Linked DNA regions of Mus musculus: region 2 is linked to region 1. Evidence: chromatin contacts called from public HiChIP or PLAC-seq data. All regions are on one chromosome and are shown on one strand. The core of a region is the stretch at or near the end of the contact, and the rest is flanking DNA. Distances in the headings are between cores, read along the strand shown.

The links. HiChIP or PLAC-seq counts read pairs in DNA pulled down with a chosen protein or histone mark.
Region 2: an H3K27ac HiChIP or PLAC-seq map of epiblast stem cells shows a contact between it and region 1, with 2.1 times the contacts expected there. The contact joins two enhancer-like sites. A contact is called at or near these places in 2 of 115 datasets of contacts at active chromatin or transcription factors (epiblast stem cells and trophoblast stem cells) and 1 of 9 other capture datasets (embryonic trunk).

Annotation. Positions count from the first base shown.
Region 1 is chr12:28,814,934-28,820,543 of GRCm38.p6, reverse strand. All of the region lies in intron 3 of Eipr1 (EARP complex and GARP complex interacting protein 1), which reads right to left. Among named protein-coding and RNA genes, the nearest start is that of Gm46345, 51 kb to the right of the region's middle. Within about 2 kb of position 2,948, at least 117 of the 459 cell types and tissues checked have an H3K27ac peak or open chromatin away from gene starts, as enhancers often do. A contact at or near this core is called in epiblast stem cells, where this site is marked.
Region 2 is chr12:29,159,227-29,164,836 of GRCm38.p6, reverse strand. Gm31333 (predicted gene, 31333) reads right to left here. Exons shown (of 4, transcript NR_154987.1): 2 at 990-1,035. Among named protein-coding and RNA genes, the nearest start is that of Gm31333, 20 kb to the right of the region's middle. Within about 2 kb of position 3,081, at least 10 of the 459 cell types and tissues checked have an H3K27ac peak or open chromatin away from gene starts, as enhancers often do. A contact at or near this core is called in epiblast stem cells, where this site is marked.

The DNA of each region.
Region 1 (5,610 bases), core at 1,699-4,198:
TAGAGAGATGTCTCGGCCCCACAGTTCCAAGCTTGACACCAAAAACCCAAGGACAAAACAAACTCTGGAAAAAATTTCCTCTGACTTCCATAGGCATGCTGTAGTGCACCCACTCACACTCTCAGACACACAATAAATAAAACTTGATTTTTAAAAATGACAAACTAGGATATGCATGAGAGGTAGCACATAGTACCTCCTTCCTAAGCCCAGGTAGCCTCGCTTAATGTATTTTCCATTTCCATCCATTTTCCTCAAGTATTCATAGAAAAGCAAAGACTTTTAATGCTTTCCATCATCATCCCTCAGCATTTATCTTTCACTGCTTGACTCTGAAAACTGCTGCTTGAGTTGCTGATGGAGTCTCAACCAAAATCATTCAAAGTGAGGCTGGAGAGATAGCTCCGAAGATAAGAGCACTTGCTGTTCTTGCAGAGGACCCGAGTTTGGTTTAAGATCCACATCAGGCAGCTCACAACCACTCCAGCTCTAGGGGATCTGACACCCTTTCCTGGCCTTGAAAGATACACACATGGCATATATAGATATACACAGACACTGGACACACAGGCACACACACACATACACACACATAAATAATTTTTTTAAAGGAATTAAAAGTCACTCAGTGTACTTTGGCTGGGGACTAGGCTAGGGGTTACAACAATTTTAGAGAAAATCCTGAATGTGCTTCTGCTCTTCTATACTATGTTGTTTTTTCAAAGCTGCCTTCTTAGCATTGATCATGATGATCATGAAACCAAAATACTGATCAACTTTGAAAATTTCAAAGATGCTCCAATATCAAGTATTCACTCAATATTCAATTCTCTGTGTAAAATAAATAAATAAGTACACCCACTTCATATGTGGGGTTTTTTTCATCTTTTTTTTTGTTTGTTTTTGTTTTTTGTTTTGTTTTGTTTTGTTTTTCGAGACAGGGTTTCTCTGTGTAGCCCTGGCTGTCCTGGAACTCACTTTATAGACCAGGCTGGCCTCAAACTCAGAAATCCGCCTGCCTCTGCCTCCCAAGTGCTGGGATTAAAGGCATGCGCCACCATGACCAGCTGGTTTTTTTCATTTTTAATATATTAAATTGTACATACACCAAAGAATTGTTTTAAAAGCAATTTCTTTATGAATGTGAAACGCTTGATATGTGAAACTATTTCATATACCTAAGGTAGCATACATATTTCTTAGGCAAAAAGGGGGGCTAAAGTGGAAAGGTACAGCAACCTTTCCCCCAGATGGATGTGAACAGCGAGCCAGTTAGCAGAGACACAGCTGGAAGGTGAATTCCTAGGGCTAGAGGACAACACTGTGTCTGACCAGGTTCTTTGTGCAGTGGACACAGCAAACCTTATTAGACACTTTCCAAATGTTGCAATTCAGCATTTCTCACTCCCAACACCAAACTGCCAGCCCTGAAACAGTACACAGGAGCAACACCGTACAGACTGAGCAGGGAGTATTTAGTATGTATGAATATGCATGCAACAATAAGAATAAAAAAGGACATATCTGAAAGAGAGCAAGGAGGGGGTGTGCGGAATAACCACTGGAGGGAGGAAAGGGAAAGAAAGAAATGCTGTGATTATATTATAAACTCAAAATTAAAGGAGAAGTGTTGGGAAGCAATACGTTTCTCTAAAAATTAGTAAGAAAAAAGCAAAAATGACTGTCAAGTATATGTAAATTTATTTTGAAAAATTATAACTTCTGTTTCAAAGCTTATACTGAAATTTTAATGGGTTCAAGAATGTCCAAAATTACTCACAGAAAGATGTTAACACACAAACATACCAGGGAGACAAGAAAGCTGCAGGTGTCTCACTCCAGCAGCAGCTGCCCGCACCATGGCCCTGGAGATAAAACCACAGCTTAATGAGAACTGTGGTGCCAGTCCCAGGAACCAGTGGGCACGACAGGAAACTGCATCCTCAGAAGCAGGTGAAATTTAAGGTAAACAGAGCTAAGCAGGGAATACAGGAGGGATGCCACAGAGACACACAAATTGGTTCTGAAACTCTGAGGATTTCCATAGCTGCATGCATCTCAGCAGAGCAGTCAGTGCACATCCAGTGGATATCAAAGAAGCAGAGGTACTTTCAAGGAGGAAAGCCCACCTTCAGAAGCAATGGGCTCTAATAAGCAAGGAGGCATTGATTGGGCTTTTATCTCTGTTGTAACACATGCCTGAAATAAGGTCCTATGATGTAACCACCTGGGCAAGAGTAATACTACCATGTCTAGGAGCTTGCAGAGGGCATTAGGCACAGACGCTGTATAAAACAAAGCCTTGACATGGCACAAGAGATAAGGTCTGTGTGCAAACGAGACAGCATCCCAGGCACAGCCTCTGGACAGAAGCAGGCCACCACAAGGAAACAGGATCTGCATTAAAACCAAGCTAGGGCACTAGGCCTTGGCCCTATATAAAGCTAAGCTTGGGAGCCAGGCACAGCCTCTGTATTCAAGCATATCATAGCACTGGTGCACACAGCAACTCTGTCATGTTGATACAGAGCCAGAGAGCCACAGGATAGCTAAGCTAGAAAATTCAACTGTCACTCAATAACCTGACCTCTCTATTTTAGCAATGAGGAAACTGAGGCTAGATGCAGGTAACCGACTCTTCCAAGTTCACAAGGTTCGTTATATTCCCGGCATCAGGAATAAAATAGAGACTCTTGCCTCAGAAAAGTCCACTGCTTTAAAAGAGAAAATACTAAGTTATGTCTTTAAGACCAATTTGATGCTTCTATTTTTTATATGAAACACAAGAGCTAAAAGCACTTAATGAGATAAAAAGATAATCAGGGCAAAATGAATAGAAGAGGCATACTTGAGGCGCCAACTGTATCCATGGAGTGTGCTGCGTGCTGTAAGGGATTAGAGTCAAAAGGCTTAGAGGAATTCAAAGGAGATTAGAGCCTTTGTGGGCTGAATAGCAGCTGCAGCCAGCTTGCTAAAGGGCTAACAATGCCCTGGCTGGGGACGTGGTGTGATCCCCAGCTGGAGGAGGAGGAGGCTTCCACGGCTGCTGCATAATGAGCGGATTCAGAGTCTAAGGGCTATTTTTAGAGACTCCAGCCACCTCAGCATCTGCTGCAGACCAGGCAGGTGAGTGAGATGAAATCCGGTCGAGGCAATCACCTGACACAGGCACAGCTCTTGCTGTACATTGAGTGCCCTGGCACCTGAGATTAAAAATACATTCTCCAGTGGCCTCCACAGTGCTTCAGAGATGTGGTCACATGCAGAATGCACAATAAGTATGAGGGACGCACAGACTGACGCTAGAGAGGGGACAGGGCTGTAGGTATCCCGGCATGACACCAGGTCTGTCCCTCTCCAGGAAGACGTAACAGGGCACAGACATCTCTCAAGTTTCTGTGCAGGTGACAGGTGCACAAGTTCCTGCTCACAGTGCAAAGACTGGTTGGGAAGTGAGTGTGACAGAGAAAGGGTACTGTCAGCAGTTCTACCCAGCAGCTCTGCTGCACTCGAGCACCACACGATTCACTGCAGGTGCCAGCAGAGCACTGTCCTAAGTGGTCAGGGAACAGCCATGGCCTTTTGCTCCATTCTTCACCTGAGACAAGTCACATACCAAGCCCTCAGTCTTAGGAGGACCCCAGTTCTCTCAGAGAAAAGAAGTAGCTAGACCTGTAAGCAATGCCTCTAGGACCACGGACTCTGCCCATTCCTACAGACTTGAGCACAGAGTACACATAAGTCTGTGCTCAAGTGGGACTGCAGGGCTCTGTCTCAAATCCAGCTCACAGAGGCTTAGTCCAACCTGCACTTACTTCCCTGATTCCTGAGTGTGTATCAAAAAAGATGGCCCAGTCAACAGCAAGGCCAATCCTTTCTCCCTGGCAGCATCCCATCTTTGGTATGCAGGAGAGCCAGTCATCTGAAGGGGGACAGGAAAGTCCCAAGAAGTTTAGCTTAGAAAAATGCCAGTCAAAGGCACCAGACACTCCATCATGGGTGGCACAGAGCAAGGCCCCCATAACTCATGAGCTGGCTGCTGCCTTCTTTCCCAGCCCCAGGGCAGAATCTGTTGGCCTGAGCACAAAGCCTTTAGAGAAAGATGCAAATAGCCAGGTTCTCCAGCAGGGTGTGCAGTCCAGGTGTGCCACAGCTACACAAAAGAAAGCAAGATTTAATATTGAGATTGATGCAGCCCTTAATTTTCACCAGAGCAGTTTGAAAGGGTCCTCAGAGCCACCTATTACCTAGCAGGGTCAGGTACACACACATGTCCTGCTACAGACTATATCAATCCTTGGGTTCTCCACAAAAGCTGGCCAGAGGCTGAGAGAGTGAGTACTAGTCAAGTCTGGCCTATTCTGTATGTCCATAAGTTAAGATTGGTCAAAAGGGCAGGAGAAAGAATGTGGGACCATGTGGCCTTCAAGCCTCAAGTATTGACTCTTTGGCCTTTCCAGCTGCTGTATCCACATCCTGTTACCAACTTCCAGTTTCAGGCAGTAACCTTGCTAGCACCCTCTGTTCTGTACACACTGCAGAGGGCTTACTGCTCTTAAGAGAGACACCGAATGGAGACTGTAGGGAGAAAGGCTAGAACAATGTGGGCCTTTAAGTGGGTCTCTATCCTAGGCCTCTCTGTACCCTCTGCTTTGGTCTACTCAGTTATTCCCAAGCCTCTCTACACAGAGACAGGGTAGATAGCTTCTTGTCCACACCAGCCCTAGAAGGCCTTGTACCCATTCCCACTGGTGGCTGCCAGGGGGTTCCCAAGCTTCTGCACCCCATGGACTTTTGGAAAGCGGTCAATGGCTTGCCCAGAAGAGGCAGACAAGCTCTGGATTGTTCTGGCCCCAGGTTCTTTGCCCTCCTGGACCTGGACGACACTACTCCACAGGCTCAGCACTGTCTCAAGGTCCCTTTTCCTCAGGTATCCTGGCATGATACTAAAGTCCCCTTCTGCACGAGGGCAGCTACTTTCCTCTCTAGTAATTCTTCACTGAACTTTCCTGTTTACGTTGCCTTCTGCTTTACACCCAAACCAGAACACACAGATCAGCAGGGGGCCAAGCCCTCATATTACCTGGTTAACAGCAGCCACAGGGAGAGGAGGGGTTCCTCAGATGCCCAAGGAAAACAGGTCCACAGGGTGACAAGAAGGCCCCATGACTTTCCAGCACTATTACAATTGACCTGGAGCAGCATGGGGCACTTTTGTCACTAAATAGCCAACTACTTGTGGCCTTTTTGGGTCTGGAAGGTACCACTTGCTGACAGTGGAGCTCCACCCAGCGGCCTTCAAAGCTGGTAGCTACTCTTGAATCTTAGCAGGCAGCTATCATACTGACATCCACAGAGTCAGGGAGCAAACCTGGACGCCTTCAATGGAATAAACACAGCCAGATGCTGAGGTCTTAGAGCCAAGTAGTGAGTGTCCTTTACACTCACCTTCTCCTGTCAAGGAACGGTCCAAGCCAGACATGGCAACAGACACCTGCAACTCTAGTACGTGGAAGGCTATTGGCTGATCTAACCCTGGTCCTACTTAAAGAGAAGAAACTCCACAACACAGGGAGGACCACGTCACATGGTGAGTGTGGGCAACCCTGT
Region 2 (5,610 bases), core at 1,832-4,331, 340 kb before region 1:
TGAGCTTCAAAGAATAACGTGATGATTTTTTGAAGTATGGTGTTTGATCACAGGATTGCCTCAGACAGGTCAGCATCTGGAAGGGAGAGCTGGGATATTATGCAGTCCTTTATGTTTATAAGAACTGGCAATAGAGACCTAGTGTATCTACAAGTAAATGTGTACATACATACACACAAACATACATACATACATACATACACACATACATACATACACACACATACATACATACATACACACATACATACATACATACACACACATGCATACATACATAAATACACACACATACATACACACACACATACATACATACATACATACACACACATACATACATACATACACACATACATACACACACATACATACATACATACATACATACATACATACATACATACATACATACATACACACATACACACATACATACATACATACATACATCTGTAGAATATCTGTAGAAAACAAAGAGGAGACAGGGTTTATGATCAGAGCAACCTCTACAGGTAGGTGAATGTGAAAGAGATGTGGGAGGAGGGAGAGAGAGGGAGAGAAGATTGGGGAAGGAGAGGGGAGAGGGAGAGGTAGACAGACAGACACACACACATACAGAGAGAGAGAGAGAGAGAGAGAGAGAGAGAGAGATGTTCTTATCTGACATCTTAGATATCTATCAGAGGGTTTTTTTTTATTTATATTCGTTTGCTTGGTCCCATACACACCATCAACACATACTAAAACATAGCCTTTCACTGTTTCTCTTTCCCCCAAATCCTAAAGTTGAGACTTTTCCTGATGTCTTCTTGAAGCTCCCTCATGGAACCAGGCGGCCATTTTGACAACATATATACAATGTTGCAGCCATGGGTCACACCAGGACTCTCAGTCTTCCTTTTGCATGGTTGGCAACTGCTATTTTTCCTCTGTCTGTGATAAGACATCAAGAGAAAAGTAAGTTAAGGAGGTTTGTTTCGGCTTACCTTCAAGGGTGCAGTCCATCATGGTGGGGAGTCATGGCAACAGGAGCTTGAGGCAAAAATGTCATGTCAGGGAGCAGAGAGATGAATGCTGGTACTCAGCTCACTTCTACTTACATACACAGTTCAAGACCCCAACCCAAGAAATGTTGCCTGCATTCCAGGTGTTTCCACTTCATCTATCCTAATCAAAATCCTCTCACAGACATGCCTAGAGGCCAAACCAGTCTTGACAATTCCACCTAGATGTGTCTGAAGGCTTCTCCCTGAAGTGATTCGGGCAACTTGACATCTAATGTTAACCATCACAACAGCCACCCTTCCACTGGAGAACCTTCCAGCTCTGAAGATCTCACCCCATGGAAGGGATCATCTGTAAGTCCCCAGCACCAGCCAGCAAGACTGACTAACAGGTCCCCATGAGTCTCCAGTGCTGGCCTGAATAAGCTGAGGCACAGCCTCCTACATGGGGAAGAGACAAGGCAGGACGAAGTCTGACACTGGGAGCTAAGCAACTCAACACTTTCTTTCCCAAATCACAATACTTGACAGCAAGGGTGATTATTAGTAATCGCCTCTGGGAAGTAGGTACAAAAGAGGCCTGGACTGGAGGAAAGGTCACCCTACGTGTAGGAAACGAGCAAGCCCAGACCCATAGGAGAAATCTCAGATCCAAATCCCAAAGCCACCTTCACCTGATTTGGACCCCTGCACCTCCCAGTGCTTTCCCAATGAGCCATGAGAGGACTTCCCTGGCACCTGGCATTCATCTCCTTCCCTCAGAACCTGGTTTATTTGAGGTCAACAGTGAATTGCATTAATTATACAGATCCCCCTCACTGTAAAAACTGAGGTGACACTTGGATCGCTTCACAGCTGAGAACTCTCAAAGTAGTCAAAATGGCATGGGGAAAGGTGAAGAAATGTGAGGGGAGAGAGTGATATTAATACACAAATTCATCTTAAGATCAACGGCAATAAGTTGCCAAGATTTGATCTTTTTAAGTCTATCAACATAATTTCATATTACCTAATCTAATTGTCTCTTTGTGAACTGAAGTTCTCAGACATCATCTACTTGGGGGAGGATCCTCTCTAGAGGTGACATCAGCTCTAGGGGTGGCATTGGCCTTAGGATGATATCACCCCTGGGGGTATCAGAGGCCCTGGAAAGACATCACCCCAGGGGTTGAGGTACCAGCTTTGGGCAGGAAATTACTTCTAGGTTGATACTGGCTCCTGGGACCATCACCTCTCCAGGAAACACAGCCATGGGAAGGTATGTCCTTTGGAAGTGATTCACACTCACACACATGAAGGCAATGACTCAGCCAGACAAGAAAAATGCTAGAAAAGGAAAGAGATGAAAAGGAAAGTAAGAGCAAACATTTAAAAGACACTGAGGAGCCTAAGTGTTGGTAGATGAAGGCCAGGTGGGAGCAACTAGCTGGACATGCTGGGGAGGGGCCTACAGTGCTGAAAAGCTCATAGTGACCTTAGGCCAGCAGTGAGGAAGGGTCTGATGCTGAGAAGCGATGTAACCCGTGTTACAAGAGGCAGAAATGTCAATGTAGAGAGAACCACAGTCCAGCCCTGGTCCCGACTGGATATAAGCCCGGTATAGAGAACACAGTGCAAGGAGTGTCTAGATCACAATAGCTTTGGAGCAAAGGGGTTTAGATGACGGGATGGGTCAGGGGGCAAGGGTGAAGGGACCCAAGGTATACCAGCACATCTCTGGTTTCTGTTTGAAGAACTGGGAGTCGGTGGTACCCTGTTGGCTAGCTATGCTAAGCACTGTAACTTTGGACGCGGATTATCTATCTATGCATGTCGCAGCATGTGCTACCCTCCAAGTCTGATAGCTTATTAATCACTCTGAATCCTATCTCCCTAGGGATAAAATTACAAGCTCCATTGTGGGGACAAGATTGAGATGGCAAATAGAAAGGTGACAAATACTTCCTGCCATGCAACAGACACCTGAGAAAAGTTGTCAGCCTCGGGTTCCAGTGGAACCGGCAGCTTACAGAGGGCTGGCCCACACCTGTACACAGCATGTTGCCTGCTGCCAGAGTCAGAGCTGCTTGGTGGGAGGCCAGGAGAGGTCCCTGAGAGTAGGGCAAACCCAGGGCACATTCAACAAAGACAGGCTTAATGGGCCTGCCTACTCCTGTTTGGTGAGGGGTTGAGTCCCTTCCCCTCCCCCAGAGAGCAGTTGCAAAAGAAAGAGAGGGGGTTATGTGACACTCAGCTTAAAGATGGCTCTAGGGACAGAGTCTCACACAGCAAAATGTCAAAATACAAGTCCTGTGTCATAGTGGAAAAACTAAGAAAAAAAAAAAGTAAAACAAAACAAACAGAACTCTGAAAATCAGTCCAGAGTCTGTAAGATCTAGGTGAGAAGCCCTTGTCTCCACTCTGTCACCAAATAGTCTCTACTGGACTCCTGAGTGTCCCTAAGCATCAGCAGGTGCAGCAGAGAGCACCTGTACAACCGAGATGTCTGGCCTAAGTCAGGCTCAGCCTCCATTATGCAGCTGCCTGGCAGGTCCAGCAGAATTCAGGTGCTAGAGGATGGTTGGCCCCAAAGGCAGCGGATCAAGGTTTAACCAGAGTAAGTGGAGGGTGTCCTGTAAAGGCTGAGGGAACCACAGCAGTGTGTGGTAGGGAAACAACTATCAACCATGCTTGCACCCTTAGGGACCTGTTAGTTCAGGGGAGCTGCCCCCCCACCAGAGCCCCCAGGGATACCCCACTGGGAGGAGAGCTCCCAGCAAGAGGTGGGCTCTGCAAGCCCTGGGGCTCCAGACAACAGCTGCCAGTGATCAGATTTCACCCTAGCCCAGGAACCTTCCAGCTCTCAGGGGACATTGTGTCACCTCTCCTGCCTGGGTTCCAAAGGCAGGTTTGCTTGCCCAAGGTTTTGCTAAGTTGAGATGCCTTTGTTCCCATCGAAGATTTCTACATAGAATCCCAAGAACAAAATATTAAATATGTCCTAAATCCTAAGAGCTCTGTTAGCCAACTCCCACAATTTTCTCTCTTGAGAAAGTTCCCACACAGAGGATTTCAAAAGATCTTTTACATGTGTGTGAATGTGTGTGACTATATACATGTATGTGCACATATGTACATGTGAATGGGTGAACATGTATGTGTGCATGTGCACTATACATGAATGTGCGCATGTATGGGTGAACATGCATTGTGCATGCATGTACATGTGTATGAGGGAGGATACATGCACATGTGTGTTTGAAAGATACACATGTACATGTGTATGTGTGGATACAAATGCATATATTGTGATATGTAAATGTATATATGTATATCTGTGTATGTGAGTGTATATATGTGTGTGAGCATGTGTGTGGGTGTACATGCAGCTGTGCATGGGTGTACATAAACATGTGCATGCTTGTATGAGGGTGTATATGTACATATGTGTACGCACATGTATAAGAGTGTACATGTACATGTGTTTTGTGTATATGGATACACATGTAGATACGCATGGGTACATATGTACATGTGTGCCCATTTGTGTAAATGTGAATGTACATGTGGAGAGTACATGTGCATATACATGTATATGTGTATGTGAAGGGCAGAGGAGAAGGCACATGTACACGGAGGGGTTAGTGGAGAGCCTCAAATGTCTTTCTTCAGAAGCCCCTTTGTCAAGTAAGTTACTCTGTCTGGTCAGTCAATGGTATTCTCCTGTCTCCACTTCCCCAGCTCCAGGATTACAAGTATATACTACCACACCAGAGAATTCACTGCAGTGGAGATAGGATGTACCATGTAAGCCAAGGCTCTAGTCATATAAATGACTGTGAGCAGAGTCCTCTGCAAGGCCCTAACTCTGTGAGCCATTTTAATCTGTCCAGAGATACAAGACCCAAAGGGCAGGAACTTAAAGTCTACTGCTTTGATGCCTGAACCCAGGAGGGCCATAGACTTTCAGGGATACCTTAGATTCTCTGACCAGTATGGAAGTCCAAAGGGTGTAAAAATCTGGGACCAGGGATCATCTTTCTTTATCTATACACACAGCAACATAGAGCCCTGCAGAGAAAGGCAACCAAGCAGACTCCAATCAGGATGAGAGGGAAACAGAAGAGCTTGGAAGCCATCTGTCCAGGAGTTTCCTACCATCCACTCCACTCTCCAGCTCTGAGTAGCCTGCATTTGCTGCCACTGGGGAATCCATTCATGCTCACGTTGACTCCAGCCATCTTTTCTCAAGGCGTTTCCCAGCCATGAAAGAACTGCTGCATGGACAGCATACGTAGTGATGTCAGACTGAAAACCACCATGTATTCAGCATGGAGCGCCACATGCAGCAGGCCAGTGAGTTCCACAATCCTGTGCCCTTCACTCCCATCCACTCTTGCATCCAAGGAGTCTTAGCATGATGACTACACCTCCCCAGGTCAGAATCCAGGTTTCAAATCCAGACTAGCTCATCCTCAAGGCTATGCTCTTAACTGCCAATAGCAGCAATGTCCATTGGCAGGTAGGAGGCCCAGATGCAAAGCTTGACTCTAGACACTTTCCTTCTCCTTGGAGGTAAAGTGGATTGCAGGCTACAGACCTCAAGCTCTCCTTGACTCTCCAC